Regions from separate parts of the Mus musculus genome. Here regions 1, 2 and 4 are each linked to region 3. A link is a contact called in public Hi-C, HiChIP or PLAC-seq and promoter capture Hi-C data. All regions are on one chromosome and are shown on one strand. Each heading gives the region's core, a stretch centred on a gene start, on an enhancer-like site or on the middle of the called end of the contact. The rest is flanking DNA. Distances are from core to core; before and after follow the strand shown. Region 1 holds the start of Cc2d2a (coiled-coil and C2 domain containing 2A). Region 2 has its middle 11 kb from the start of Bst1. Region 3 holds the start of Med28 (mediator complex subunit 28). Region 4 holds the start of Cd38 (CD38 antigen).

Region 1 (2,890 bases), core at 228-2,727, 1.9 Mb after region 3:
TTCTCCCCTTCCTCCAGCCAGGACCAGGACACTTGTTTTCCCTCGTCTGTTTAAAATGTTGCTGGAACCTCCTCCCCTCCACGCATGCTCACTTTCTCTCTTCAGAGACGAGGCTTTTCCTTTCGAGTGGGAGGGCCCGCTCAAAGTTGTGAACTCTCAGGAGCCATCCTGTGCCTTTTTAATGATTAATTATGTAGCAGCAAGTTACTCTAGCCCCAGCTTCTAGGGTACCAGGTGAGTGACACAGCTGTGTGTGGTCATTTAATCAGATGGACGGGACACCTTTCACTTGATGAGGCCAGGTCAGCACCCAGGCTCTGCTCATGGGATTGCTCAGCTGCACAGGGGGTGCTGGAAGCACCTCTATGGCAGGAGTCCCGCTGTGGGCCAAGCTCTTTAGACCTTTTTACAAGTCTGTTTTGTCACTGATCTCATTATCTGTTTCTACATCTGCTTCCCCAGCAAAGTCTCACCACTGGACCTGGTCTAAGTTGGTTTTGTACACTGTAAACTTGAGTTCTTCATCTGCTGCATCATTGATGCTCACTAAAAACTTGAATAAATGACTCTGTAAGTGAACTCTAGGCCAACTATCTATATACAGATTGATCTATGTTTATATATGTGCATATCTCTCTATCTCTATGTATACATATATGCACATATTTTCTCTATCCATATACAGTTCCCCTCTATACAAAGCATGCTGTCGTTACACTTATTTGCAGAAATGTTATATAAAATGCAATAGCAGACATGTATTTCTCATTAGATTTTATTAGCATTTCATAGCACCTAGCATTTCATAGCACCTAAAATGAAAACAGCTGAGCTGATGGCCAGTAGACTTCTGAAAGCTTGGCAGACCTCAGCCCTGCGGTTCAGAGCTCTTTGTCCAATAACAAGAAAAGTGGAGCTCGCCACACGGAGAGTACTCCCTCCGGCCCGCCCTCCCCTTCCCCGGAGCAGTTTAAACTAAAGGCCCGAAAGCAACACGCAGCTAGTGCTTAGCAGCACACTGACCAGAGAGGCTCTCTGTGAACCGGTTTGCTTTTCCCCTGCAAGCCAGACAGCAGCTGAAATCAGAGCTGTCCCTGCAGTGCCCCCACTTTGCATTGAGAGAGTGAAACTGCAAGCAAGATGAAGGGTCTCTAATGTTAGCAAGATGAGAGTCCCTAACGTTACAAAGCATTCATTCCACTCTCACTGCACCAGGGAGGGGCTGGTTTCTCTGCCGGAACGGAAAGGAGAGGAAAGCAGGACACTGCAGCCTGTCTCTGTTAAAGACTGATTTACCTTCGTCCACTCTACAAAACGAAGTTTGCAGATTCCACTTGCTGGGCTGAAGGGATGAGATGAGAGACCAGTTGTGTCAAGCCAGAGAACCTTTTAGAAATGAGCGAAAGGGTGGGCTGGGGTAAGAGAGGTTACTCCCTGGGAAGCTGCAGCCATATCTCAGGGTTTAAAAAAAAACACCAGCTTAGCAACCAGTTCCCAGGGAAGGTCACTAGGCGGCCGCTTTTTTTTTTTAAAGTGGCAGTTTACTTTTAAGACTTGGAATATGAGCTTGCTGGGCAAGCAGTGGAAAAATAACGTGCTGAAGAGAGACAAAGGGAAAGCAACTGGGCAGCCTAGCAGAGAGGACTCAGGCTCTCAGCAGGGTGTCCTGCCTTATGTCTCTGGGTTGCATGGCCTGTTGGGTCAAGGACAGAAGGTGTTGATAAGTAGAGTGGTTTAGAATCAGGAGGGGCCATGTTGTGTGGAGCTGCCTAGTAAGCAGTAGCAAAGACTATGTGGCCGGGCATCAGAGCTATCAGAGCTCCAGCGTGTGTTGCATTAGGGATGTTGGCTGGCTGTGCACAGAAGCTGGACCGCACACGCCTAACCTCTGTTTCTTCAACTCTTCACTACAAATGACCCAGCGGCCCAGCAGGGATACAGACAAGATGGCTCAAAAAAAAAAAAAAAAAAAAAAAAAAAGGCAAGAAACCAGGAGAAAAGGCCAAGTAGTGAGAACAGTAGTAAGCAGACTCAGACTCTACAGGCCAAAGACAACCACAGATCAAGGAACTCCACAGACCGCGGCCTCCTAACCCCAAGTGTTGTTCCTCAGAAGCCTGCCATTTTGTTTCTTAGACAAGACCTCTGACTGGAAGCTGGCATTTGGTGATTAGGCTAGGCTGCCTGCCTAACTCCAGATCCCTGCTTGTCTTAGCTTGTCTGGTGCTGATAGAACAAACGTGGGCCACCATGCTGAGTGTTAGCCACCTTCAAAGCCAGGTCCTCATGCTTGTGTGATGAAAAGCCCTTTACTAATAGAACTATCTCCCAGCCCCTATTTTCTGTATCCCTAAAGCTCTGGCATTCACTGCATGGGTCTTAGATAGATCTCTGAAGCTAACTAATTCCTAGAGACAATAAATGACTCCAAGGAAATGCATATATTCTCTTTGATACGTACTAACTGACCCCAAGCTGGCATCTCCATCTACTGCAATCACCAAGAAGTACCCCTCTGCTCTAAGTCACTCTGGAGGCAGGTGCTTAGGGAGCATGTCTATGATCCAGAATATTCTGAAACAAGTCAAATTATTTAATTCTAAACCCACCAGCACACTTACCATGCCACAACCTTCCTTCCAGGGAAAACCCCAGTAAAGGGTCTCTTTTGGAGCCTGATGTTTGGAGAATGCTGTTTTTGGAGACTGCTGCTGATTGTGTTTGGTTGATTGGTCTGTCTTTGTATCCCCAGTGCTGGGAATATAGATGCCTGTAGCCACTTGGCTTTTTATGTGGGTGCTGGAGACCTGAGCTCAGTATTTATTCTGGGCCAGTATCTTATTGATTGAGTCATTTTTTTCCCAGCCCAAGAAACAAATTTATATCCATT
Region 2 (2,813 bases), core at 189-2,688, 1.7 Mb after region 3:
AGTAAACATGTGCAGAGTGGTCTGTATTATTGTGGGGTCGACTTAAATCCAACCTAACTCAAACACCATGTCAATGCAGATGACAAAAATTTATTGTAATCAAAACACTATTGATAGATCAGGACCACAGAATAGACTTGGGAGCTGAAGTGTGACCTTGAAGGGACATTACACAGCATATTTAAAGGATGAAACCACAAAGCAAGGGAGAGCAGGGTGGGCTGTAACACTGTCCAGTCGTATTTTGATGTAAAAGGTTGAGTAAGAGAGTTTCCATCCATTAGGATAGGAAGAGGTTCTAGGGAACATGAACTTCCATGTCTGACATTGCCAGCAAGATGGGGAAGTTGTCCTTGAGATGTCTAGACTCAGACAACTATCTCCTTATTTTTTTAAAAAAAATATCATTATTTTTTTCTAATAGAAGATGTTTAGTTTGGGGGAAGGCCCCAACTCTCCTAGGGCCTGGGTCCTTGAATGTATCTTCCCCTATGATTAAATGGAGTCTGAAAACGAAGTGATAACATTTAGAATAAGTTTCTTTTGCGTGTTCCCAATAGTATGAAGTAGAGCTACAAGAAAAACCTTGAAAGTAATATTATGTGGACAAAATAGGTATAAAGAAAATATAAATTCCTGGCCTAAAATTCACAACACCACACAGGATATGTTAACTTAAGAATTAAACATAAACATATGTGGGAAGTAGTTACTATGCAAGAAAGAGAGGTTCATGAGCAAAGTGATGGGAATAGATCAAATGACTAAGGACTTCAATTGTTTTTTAGCATTTATTTCTCCAGTTGGGTAAGTATACATAGTGTTTCTTCTGACTTGTTTTTTGTTTGTTTGTTTGTTTTTTTGTTTGTAAAATGATCTTATTATGTTTTAAAAGCATTCATTAAGACTTAGTGACTTTAAAGCCCGGCTCCATCACCTGTCTTCTCCTTCGTCATCTATATTGTCCGAATACAGGGAATCTTACAGATAGTAACTTCCAGGTGCCAGCTGTAGGAGTATTAGAATGTAAACATCTTCCCAGGAGACCCCCAACTGATGGCTCCCGGACCTCCAGGGACCCAGCTAAGACTCCAAAGCACTTCAGCCTCATTAAAGGAGCTGATCTGTGCATCTGTCCTCTGGGATACAGAATATTACCTCACTCTTCTTCCATCAGAACTTAATTTATCTCTGAGTAAATCCAGAAGGTCACCTTTTCGGATCCAGCTCCATTATAACCAGCCTTTCCTCCACCAGACGCCCAGCTGCAGACAAACTTAACCCAAAACCCTGCAGTTGAACCTGCCCGCGCATCAACCCCAAACGCCGGCTAGTGCGGAGCTGGGAGCCGGGAGCCGGATCGGCCTGAGCGCATGCACGAAGTCCTCGGCGGCTCCAGGCGTTCTCGCCGCGTTACCGCGGAAGCATCTCCTCTCGCGGGAGTGATTTGAAGCCCGGCGGAAACCGGGCTTGCCAGGGCTGAGTCTGAGGGGACGGTCGCGAGCTGCAGCTCCGAGCGCGTGGGCCGGGGAGAAGCAGCTGCTGATGAACAAGGGCTCTCAGGCGGGCTGTCGCAGCAGCAGCAGCAGCGCCAGAGCCACCGGCTGATGGTGGATCCACTCCGCTTCCAGGATCAGCCGCGACCCAGGCGATAAATCCTAATAAATCCCAGAGTGACGCACAGCCCCTGTGCGAGTATCTCTGAGACTGTTGACGTTTGGATTCCGGTTTACCTTGTCTATTTACTTAGAATACTATAGTGTTTTTGATAATCACAGTAGTCTTGTGTGGCCTTTTAGGTTAAGACAACCATTGATTAAAAAAAAAAAAACCTATAAATTCATTAATTAGATGTACATATGTATCTTTCCCTGTAATGATTTTTAATAAAACACATTTTGAAATCACTAACTAGTAAGTACAAATGAATGCATCTCTGTCACAACCCATAATTATTTTCTGTTTAATGTAGCTGCAGTCTTTCATTACAGTTCAAGAAGTAGATAAAGTGACTAAAAGCATGTATTAATCTTGGAGAGGATTGCCAGCACTTCCTTCAGGTGGCTCAAAGCCACCAGTAACTCCAATACTAGGGGATCCAGCACCCTCTTCTGGCCTCTAGGCCTGTACACACACACACACACACACACACACACACTTTTTATAATGAAAAAAAAGTTGGGCACAGAAGTTTGAATCTCAATTCAAACTTTATATGACATTTACCTCTCTCTCCCTCCCTCCCTCCCTCTCTCTCTCCCTCCCTCCCTCCCTCTCTCTCTCCCTCCCTCCCTCCCTCTCTCTCTCTCTCCCTCCCTCCCTCCCTCTCCCTCCCTCCCTCCCTCCCTCTCTCTCTCTCCCTCCCTCCCTTCCTCCCTCCCTTCCTTCCTTTTTGAGATTTCCCTTTCTCCTTTTTCTCTCATACCATGCATCTACTTCTCATACATCAGCTTTCACTCCCTCCCTTCCTCCCAGTCTCCACCCCTAACTTCCCCTCTCCCACATCTGCTGCTTCTTTGTTCAGAAGAGAGCCTGCCACCACATGATACCAACCAAACGTGCCATAACAGGACGCTGTAAGAGTAGGCATAAACCCTCACATCAAGGCTTGGCGATGCAACCCAGTAGGAAAAAGGGGTCCCCGAGCAGGCCAAACTGCTCCCACTCCCCCACTCCCATTGCCAGGAGTCTAGCAAAAACCTCAAGCTTAACAACCTCAGCTTGGATGCAGTGGGCCAGGTTCAAACCCAGACAGGTTCTGTGGTTTCAGGTTCGGTTTCTGTGAAATCTATGAGCTCTGCTTAGTGGATTCC
Region 3 (3,265 bases), core at 173-2,672:
TCCTGGCTAGCTCCAGATCTGATGGATGGAAACAGTCAAAGGATTTCCCACTCCTGTAACAGCTCGACCAACCAGACTGCCTATTCTGTGTACGGTAAAAGTTAAGTCTTGTTGGACTTTTGGGGCGTGAGCATGATGTGCAGATTTCAGAAAACCTATGGCCCACAAAGCTTGGGGGCGGGGGGGGGGGGGGCTTCACCAACGGCAGTAGGCCATGCAGACTTAAAAAAAAAAAAAAAACCAAACCTAACTGCAAGCCAGGCAGTGGTGCTGCACTTGTTCAATCCCAGCACTAGGGAGGCAGAGACAGTTGTGTGTCCAAAGTCAGCCTGGTCTACAGCGCTTGTTCCAAAACAGCCAGGGCTACGCTGAGAACTTGTCTCAAAACAAAACAAAACAAAACAAAAAGACAAAAACTAACTTCAGAAACTTTAGTTCCTGCTGCACCTCCCAGCCCACCCCCCCCCCCCATCCTTTGAAAAACATTTAAAGCATGGACCTTTATGGACAGTCAGTCTTACGGAGGTTAAAAACAACGCGTGCCCTTCTATTAAAAGCCCAGTATTTTAGGACTGGTGCGATGGCTAATCCGGTAAAGATGTTTGCCACCACACCTGAGTTCCATCCCTGCATCCAAGAGTGGATGGACCCAAGCGTTCTACTAAGGTTTCCTCCCACAGTGAGAACTCAACTTATGCCAACAAAGAGCATTTACCAAATGAATAGAAAGCGAAAGCCAGAGAAGTCAAGGGATGGCACCCAAACAAGCTAACAGGTAGGCAGGTGCCAGGGGCCATTGGAAGGTCTACACAGAACACTAGAGAAAAACAGGAAAAGCGTCCAGTATGTGACCTGGAAACTCAGAGGACCTCAGCCGAGTGGGCCCGCTCCAGGGAAGACCAGATCCTACTAGACCCGCAGGGGATCCAACGAGCCCCGAGGTGGATGGGAGTTGGGCGAACTTCAAGGCCACGGTCTCCAGAAATGTCGCGGTTGCGGGGGCAGACCTGAGACGACCGGCCACAGGTAGTACCCAATCTACGGCAGGCGACTTCCATTCTCCGGTGCCCCGCCTCTACTAAACGCCGGGACCGAGAAAGGAGTTAACCTGCGCGCCTTCCGCACGCCTGTGAGGGCTGCACAGAGACGCCCACATCTCGGCTTACCTCGAAGGATGACTCCAACTCGTCCACCAAAGTGCTGTTAGATGGTCTCGGGGCCCCAGGGGCTGCTTGCAGAAGCGACGCCTGGCCTGGGAGCCCGGGCGGCGGCGGCGGGGGACCTGGAGGCTGCCCAGTGAACATCCCTCCCAGGGACGCCGCCATGTCTGCAACGGCGGGCGGAAACGACACCGGGCCTGTGTGCGCAGGCGCGGGCAGCCTGATCACGTGGCAGGCCTGGTCACATGACGGGCAGTTCGCCTATTCGCCCGGAGAAAGGATTTACCATCATCCTTGTTTCTGTGCGGTCTGCCCAATTTATAGCCGACCTGGGTTTACTCTTTTTTGACCTAAATACTAAATGCTGGGACTGGTTTAAACCAGTCACTTGCAGAGACCGAACAAGGGCGCTGGCCTCCCTGCCTCCAGCCAAGCCCTTGGGCTGTCCCTAAAGACCTTAGCCGAGTCTTTTCTGCGCTCCTTTAGAAAAATGAGTCATCAGTTCATTCTAGGGTGATTAAGGGCTTGAGATGTACCAAATGCCAATCTAGTCACTTGTTCTGGCTGGAACAACACAAGTTCCCTCTAAATTCTGGCGTGAGGTGACATCCTGAAGGATACCAGTGTTCCTGGCACTTTTCTAATCGTATATGATAACACCGGAGGGAAAGTGACTGCATCTGTTTTCATAACGGCTTTAATGTTTGCCTGTTCACTAATTCAGAAGCCAAATAGCCTTGTTGTCGTCGTTGTTGTTTAATTTTACAACACTTAAAAAAAAAAGAAAAATTATCAGCTGACCAAGTTTTCGCCGAAAGATTTCCTTGCCCTAGACAGAGGGTAGGGAATAAGTGACAGGAGACAGGATGAAGGAGAAGAGAAGGATGGGGAGTGGTATTTGTCACTGGAGGATAAAAGACTGCCTCTAGATAGAGAGGAGACAGATGCGGCACATAGTAAAATGGACATTTATAATGGTATAAAGGGAACCCCTGTGTTAGAATGATGTGTTCAATTTTAGTTGGACAAGTTAATTAGGTGAGCCAACGGGGACTTTTCATTGCTGGACTTCAATACGATGATATCTTCACCTTGGTAGTCAGCCTCAGGAAGTGGCCAAATAAGTGAACAAACCTCGGTGGCTAGCTTTAGGAACACAATCTAACAGTTCTTAGTAAAGCAGAGGAAATGGAGGAGCCGAACAAGGATTGCCAGAGCCATGCTCAAGTGGACTAGTGTCCCTTCAACTTAACTGAGTCCTTCTAGTTTCCAGATAGGCATGTTTAATAATCTAGACATAGTAGTAAATACCCCAAATAGGAAGAAAAACCTCATAAATACATACAGCATTATTTGTAGAGATAAGTACTGAGGGAAAATGCTTGGGAGTGGACAGCTAAGTGCTCTTTGATGTGGAGGGCCTCTCTAAAGAGATCTCATTTGGAATGAAAATTTAAATGGAAGACCTTTCTAGAAAAAAAAACCTAAAGAAATACTTTGCGGGGTTAGTCAGGTTTTAGTTATCTATATGCCCAACATCCAGAACTCTGTCTAGCAAATATAGAGAAACACTTGTTGACTGAAAAATAAGCGCAGAGGCTTGAGCAGATGGCTGAGCTCGGGCTGGGAAGGCTGCATCTCAGCACTGGATTGGCCCAGGCTGCAGTGGGCCCATGGCAGCAGTTTCTTGAGTCTGACACTTAACTAACTTGTCTCAACCATGCTCTGAGCACAGATGAGGAGGTGCTGGGTCTATGTATGTGTGAGGTGGATACCATCAGAACTGTTCACATTCATTCTGGCATTATCTTGCAACGTTGTGACAAAAGAAAGGACCATGTAGAGATTTCTTCAGAACAGTCATCTGTTGCAGGATATTTGATCACATTGTGAACAGTGAGGCTGTGTTTCTAGTTGTTGTGTGGCTCAGCCTTAGCACACACCTTTAATCCCTCTGGCTGGAATACAGACATGCCCTTTGGACACACCTTTAATCCTAAATAATGAAGGTAAAGTTAGTTTGTAAGTGATGTCTAATTGAGACAAATAAATGAATCAGAGAAAGATTTTGACAGAATAGGATGAGAAGAGGAAAAGGGAAGCTA
Region 4 (2,907 bases), core at 399-2,898, 1.7 Mb after region 3:
CACACAGAGTAAATATATATACTTTTATTAGTTAATCCTGTTATTTTTAGATTGATTATTATTTGATAAACACAAATAATTAATTCTTGCTGAATGCACACATATACACATGAGTGGATAGGTTGAAGAAGTGCTTACCGTCTACACCACATGGTTAATGCTAAGCACACATCATGCCAGTGCCATGCATCTGGTTTGCTAAGCACAGAAAATTTACAAGCTATCAAAATGGCTGAACAACCAATATCATTTAAACATCTGTAAACAAAATATTTATCAGGACCCTGAGAGTGTTTATACTCCAACATTTTCAAGTAAGACCAGGACCCAAACCACTGAGCATTCGAGCACCCGGGAAGTGTGTGCATCTGAAGACAGAATGTGAAGTTGGGTTTCTGCGTGTGCCTTCCCAGCCTGCTGGGCTTTCTGTTTGACTTCAGAAATCAGTTCTACGTTAAAATGATGCCAGGGAGAAGCAACATAAATCATTCCCTCTGGGGCAGGTAGTGGGTGGAAGGGGTTCTATGGGCTGACTCTATTGACCAATGAAGATGATGTTCCCAAGGGTCTACACAGGATCACCAAGTGGATTTCGCTTACCTGATGAGTAATATTTCAGTTTTGACAGTCTGTCTTGTTTTGTTTTTATTAATGATCAGGTGCAAAAAAAAAAAAAGACCAGGATGCTGTTTGGGCTTGTTTTTTGTTTTCTTTGTGTTGTAATTAATTAAAATTAATTAACTTATTTTGAGTCAGGTCTCTCTTTGTAACCCAAGCTTGTCCTGGAATTTACAATGTTGCTGTGCAGCCCTTGTTAACCTTGAATTCACAAAAATCCTCCTGGCCCCTTCCACCCCCACAGCAAGCTGAGCAAGCCACCTAGTTAAATGTCGCCTGTGACCTTAACTTTCTGGGCAGGGGCGGTGTCTGATGGAAACCACAAGCCAAAAGACAATGTGAAGTTCCTGTGCCTGAGAGTAATCTTTGTCCCAGAAGCATGGCTGTGGCCAAAGATAGCCCTAAGGGTTCCTTCAGAGTTCAGGACCCTCTGTGGGAAGCGAGCATCTTTGCAGAGCTCAGCAAGGATCGGCGCCCCCATCACAGACACTGCCAAAACGGAGGAGGCATTGTGCAGGCGGTGTTCTGGTAACTTGAACAGGAGACCTTCCGCTCAGCACTGCCCTTCGGCTTCCAGCTGATCCACAACACAAGATTCTTTGTTTGGGACAATCTGGAAGATTCCCCCCCGCCGCGAGAGCTCCAGCTGAGTCACAGCCTGCTTCCCCGGTGTCCCGCTGCGCACTGTGCCTAGAGTGAGCCTCAGAAGCCAACTCACCTCATCTCCGGCCGGAGGATCTGAGTGTAGATGAGGCAGCGTCCCAGGAAGATGTCAGAAAAGTGCTTCGTGGTAGGCTCTCCAGTCCACACCAGGAGTGAGCGCGGCCTCAGAAGTATGACCACGATCCCTACTACCAAGGCGATCAGGACCAGGAGACCCACTCCGAGACCGATCTGGGCTTTCCTAGAGAGGCGGCAGCCAGGTCTGTCCCCAGACACCTGGCTAAATTCATAGTTAGCCATTGGGCTCCCGAAGACTGGCCCAGGCTAGGCAGGAAGAGAGCACAGGGCTGACTGGGTCAGAGCCTGCCCCTCCTCCTTTTTTTCACTTGCTTTTATCTGCTTCCTTTCCCACCCCCTACTCCTGCTCCAAAGTTCCACGGAGGTGACTGGACTAATAAGGCTCTTGGGTTGTCAACAGGCACTCCAACTGCTTACTTCCAGACTCCAGAGCAAACTGACCAGAACCTCTCTCTCCAAGAGAAGACAGCACTTTAGCCTCTGCTGGTACACAAACAACAGCTTCAGAATACTCCTGACCAACAACCTTGACACTTGACATGTTTGCTACTTATGCTCAGGTGTGTGTGTATGTGTGTGTGTAAAATTATTCTCCCTCTCCCTCTCCTCCCTCCCTCTCTCTCTCTGTTCACCCAAATGCCTGGCAATGAATGGCCTGCTTACCTCTACTTCTGAGCTTTGATAAAAATCCTGCCCAAGTATCTTTAAAGTCTCAGCTTTACTCTGCCCCTCTTCTCAGGAGGTATCAGTTCAAACCCAGCCCCAGATGGTAAAGTGCTGTTAAGATAAACTTACCTCTCTGAACTAGATAGATGTGAGCAGAGCCTCACATTCATTACATCAAAGCTTGCTTTGATTAGATGGCTTAATACCTCCTAGGTGTTTAGCATAATCCCTAAGACATAACAACCGATTACTCAATAAATGTAAGTTATTGCTGCTTACTCTAGGGGGTTGACAAAGGTAGGATTTTAGAGTTGATAGGATGCTCGCAACCCATCTCATGTGCAGTAATACTTCATCCCACATGGGAACCCCAAATACAAAGGCTCTTCCTGGCTCTCCTTCCCAAGAAGACCCCGCACTCTTCTGCTTAAACAGAGACTTGTCACAGAATGGATCATGACACAGGATTTTCACGGGACACTTTTCAGGCAGAGGGTACTGGATGCAAGAGCTGGGGCAGGAAAGCCCCTTGTTCTGTTTTAAGATGCGGGAAAGCAGCATTGCAGCTATACTACAGGATGACAGAGAATCCTTCCGAAGGCAGCAGGAGAGTAAGTCTCTGCAGCTCCGTATGTCAGGAGGACTTTTTTAGACTGTGCATTTCATTTTTTTTTAAACGTTTGCTGTCATTTTGCTTATTCATTTTGTGTGCCTCTCTCCCTCTCTTTCTTTTTTTTCCTGTGTTTTCTTTTTCTTTTTTAAAAATACATTCTTTAATCTTTTTTTACAGTCCAGACTTCATCTCCCTCCTGGTACATTCCCTCACCTCCTCCTCCCCACCCCCTCTCCAAGAGGATGTCCCCACCCCTATCCCTACCCCCC

What was found. Promoter capture Hi-C pulls out the DNA fragments that hold promoters and counts their contacts. Hi-C and Micro-C count contacts between places; a contact is called where the count stands out from the background. HiChIP or PLAC-seq counts read pairs in DNA pulled down with a chosen protein or histone mark.
Region 1: a Hi-C map of hematopoietic stem and progenitor cells shows a contact between it and region 3, with 5 times the contacts expected there. The contact joins the promoter of Cc2d2a here to the promoter of Med28 in region 3. A contact is called at or near these places in 2 of 39 promoter capture datasets (the 3T3-L1 cell line and embryonic stem cells), 1 of 15 datasets of contacts at CTCF or cohesin (stem cell-derived epiblast-like cells), 3 of 484 Hi-C or Micro-C datasets (cortical neurons and hematopoietic stem and progenitor cells), 1 of 115 datasets of contacts at active chromatin or transcription factors (forebrain) and 2 of 9 other capture datasets (adipose tissue and pancreatic islet).
Region 2: a promoter capture Hi-C map of embryonic stem cells shows a contact between it and region 3, with 4 times the contacts expected there. The contact joins the enhancer-like site here to the promoter of Med28 in region 3. A contact is called at or near these places in 2 of 39 promoter capture datasets (cranial neural crest and embryonic stem cells) and 3 of 115 datasets of contacts at active chromatin or transcription factors (differentiating embryonic stem cells, embryonic stem cells and stem cell-derived neural progenitor cells).
Region 4: a contact with region 3 is called in an H3K4me3 HiChIP or PLAC-seq map of pro-B cells, with 6 times the contacts expected there. The contact joins the promoter of Cd38 here to the promoter of Med28 in region 3. A contact is called at or near these places in 7 of 39 promoter capture datasets (cranial neural crest, embryonic stem cells, hippocampal neurons and 4 more), 1 of 484 Hi-C or Micro-C datasets (B cells) and 2 of 115 datasets of contacts at active chromatin or transcription factors (embryonic stem cells and pro-B cells).

Annotation. Positions count from the first base shown.
Region 1 is chr5:43,660,966-43,663,855 of GRCm38.p6, reverse strand. It overlaps Cc2d2a (coiled-coil and C2 domain containing 2A), which reads right to left and starts at 1,477. Exons shown (of 38, transcript NM_001359906.1): 1 at 1,297-1,477.
Region 2 is chr5:43,806,801-43,809,613 of GRCm38.p6, reverse strand. No RefSeq gene overlaps it. Among named protein-coding and RNA genes, the nearest start is that of Bst1, 11 kb to the left of the region's middle. Within about 2 kb of position 1,438, at least 314 of the 459 cell types and tissues checked have an H3K27ac peak or open chromatin away from gene starts, as enhancers often do. A contact at or near this core is called in differentiating embryonic stem cells, embryonic stem cells and stem cell-derived neural progenitor cells, where this site is marked.
Region 3 is chr5:45,518,386-45,521,650 of GRCm38.p6, reverse strand. Med28 (mediator complex subunit 28) reads right to left here and starts at 1,422. Exons shown (of 4, transcript NM_025895.4): 1 at 1,167-1,422. The coding sequence starts at 1,325.
Region 4 is chr5:43,867,550-43,870,456 of GRCm38.p6, reverse strand. Cd38 (CD38 antigen) reads right to left here and starts at 1,648. Exons shown (of 8, transcript NM_007646.5): 1 at 1,337-1,648. The coding sequence starts at 1,581.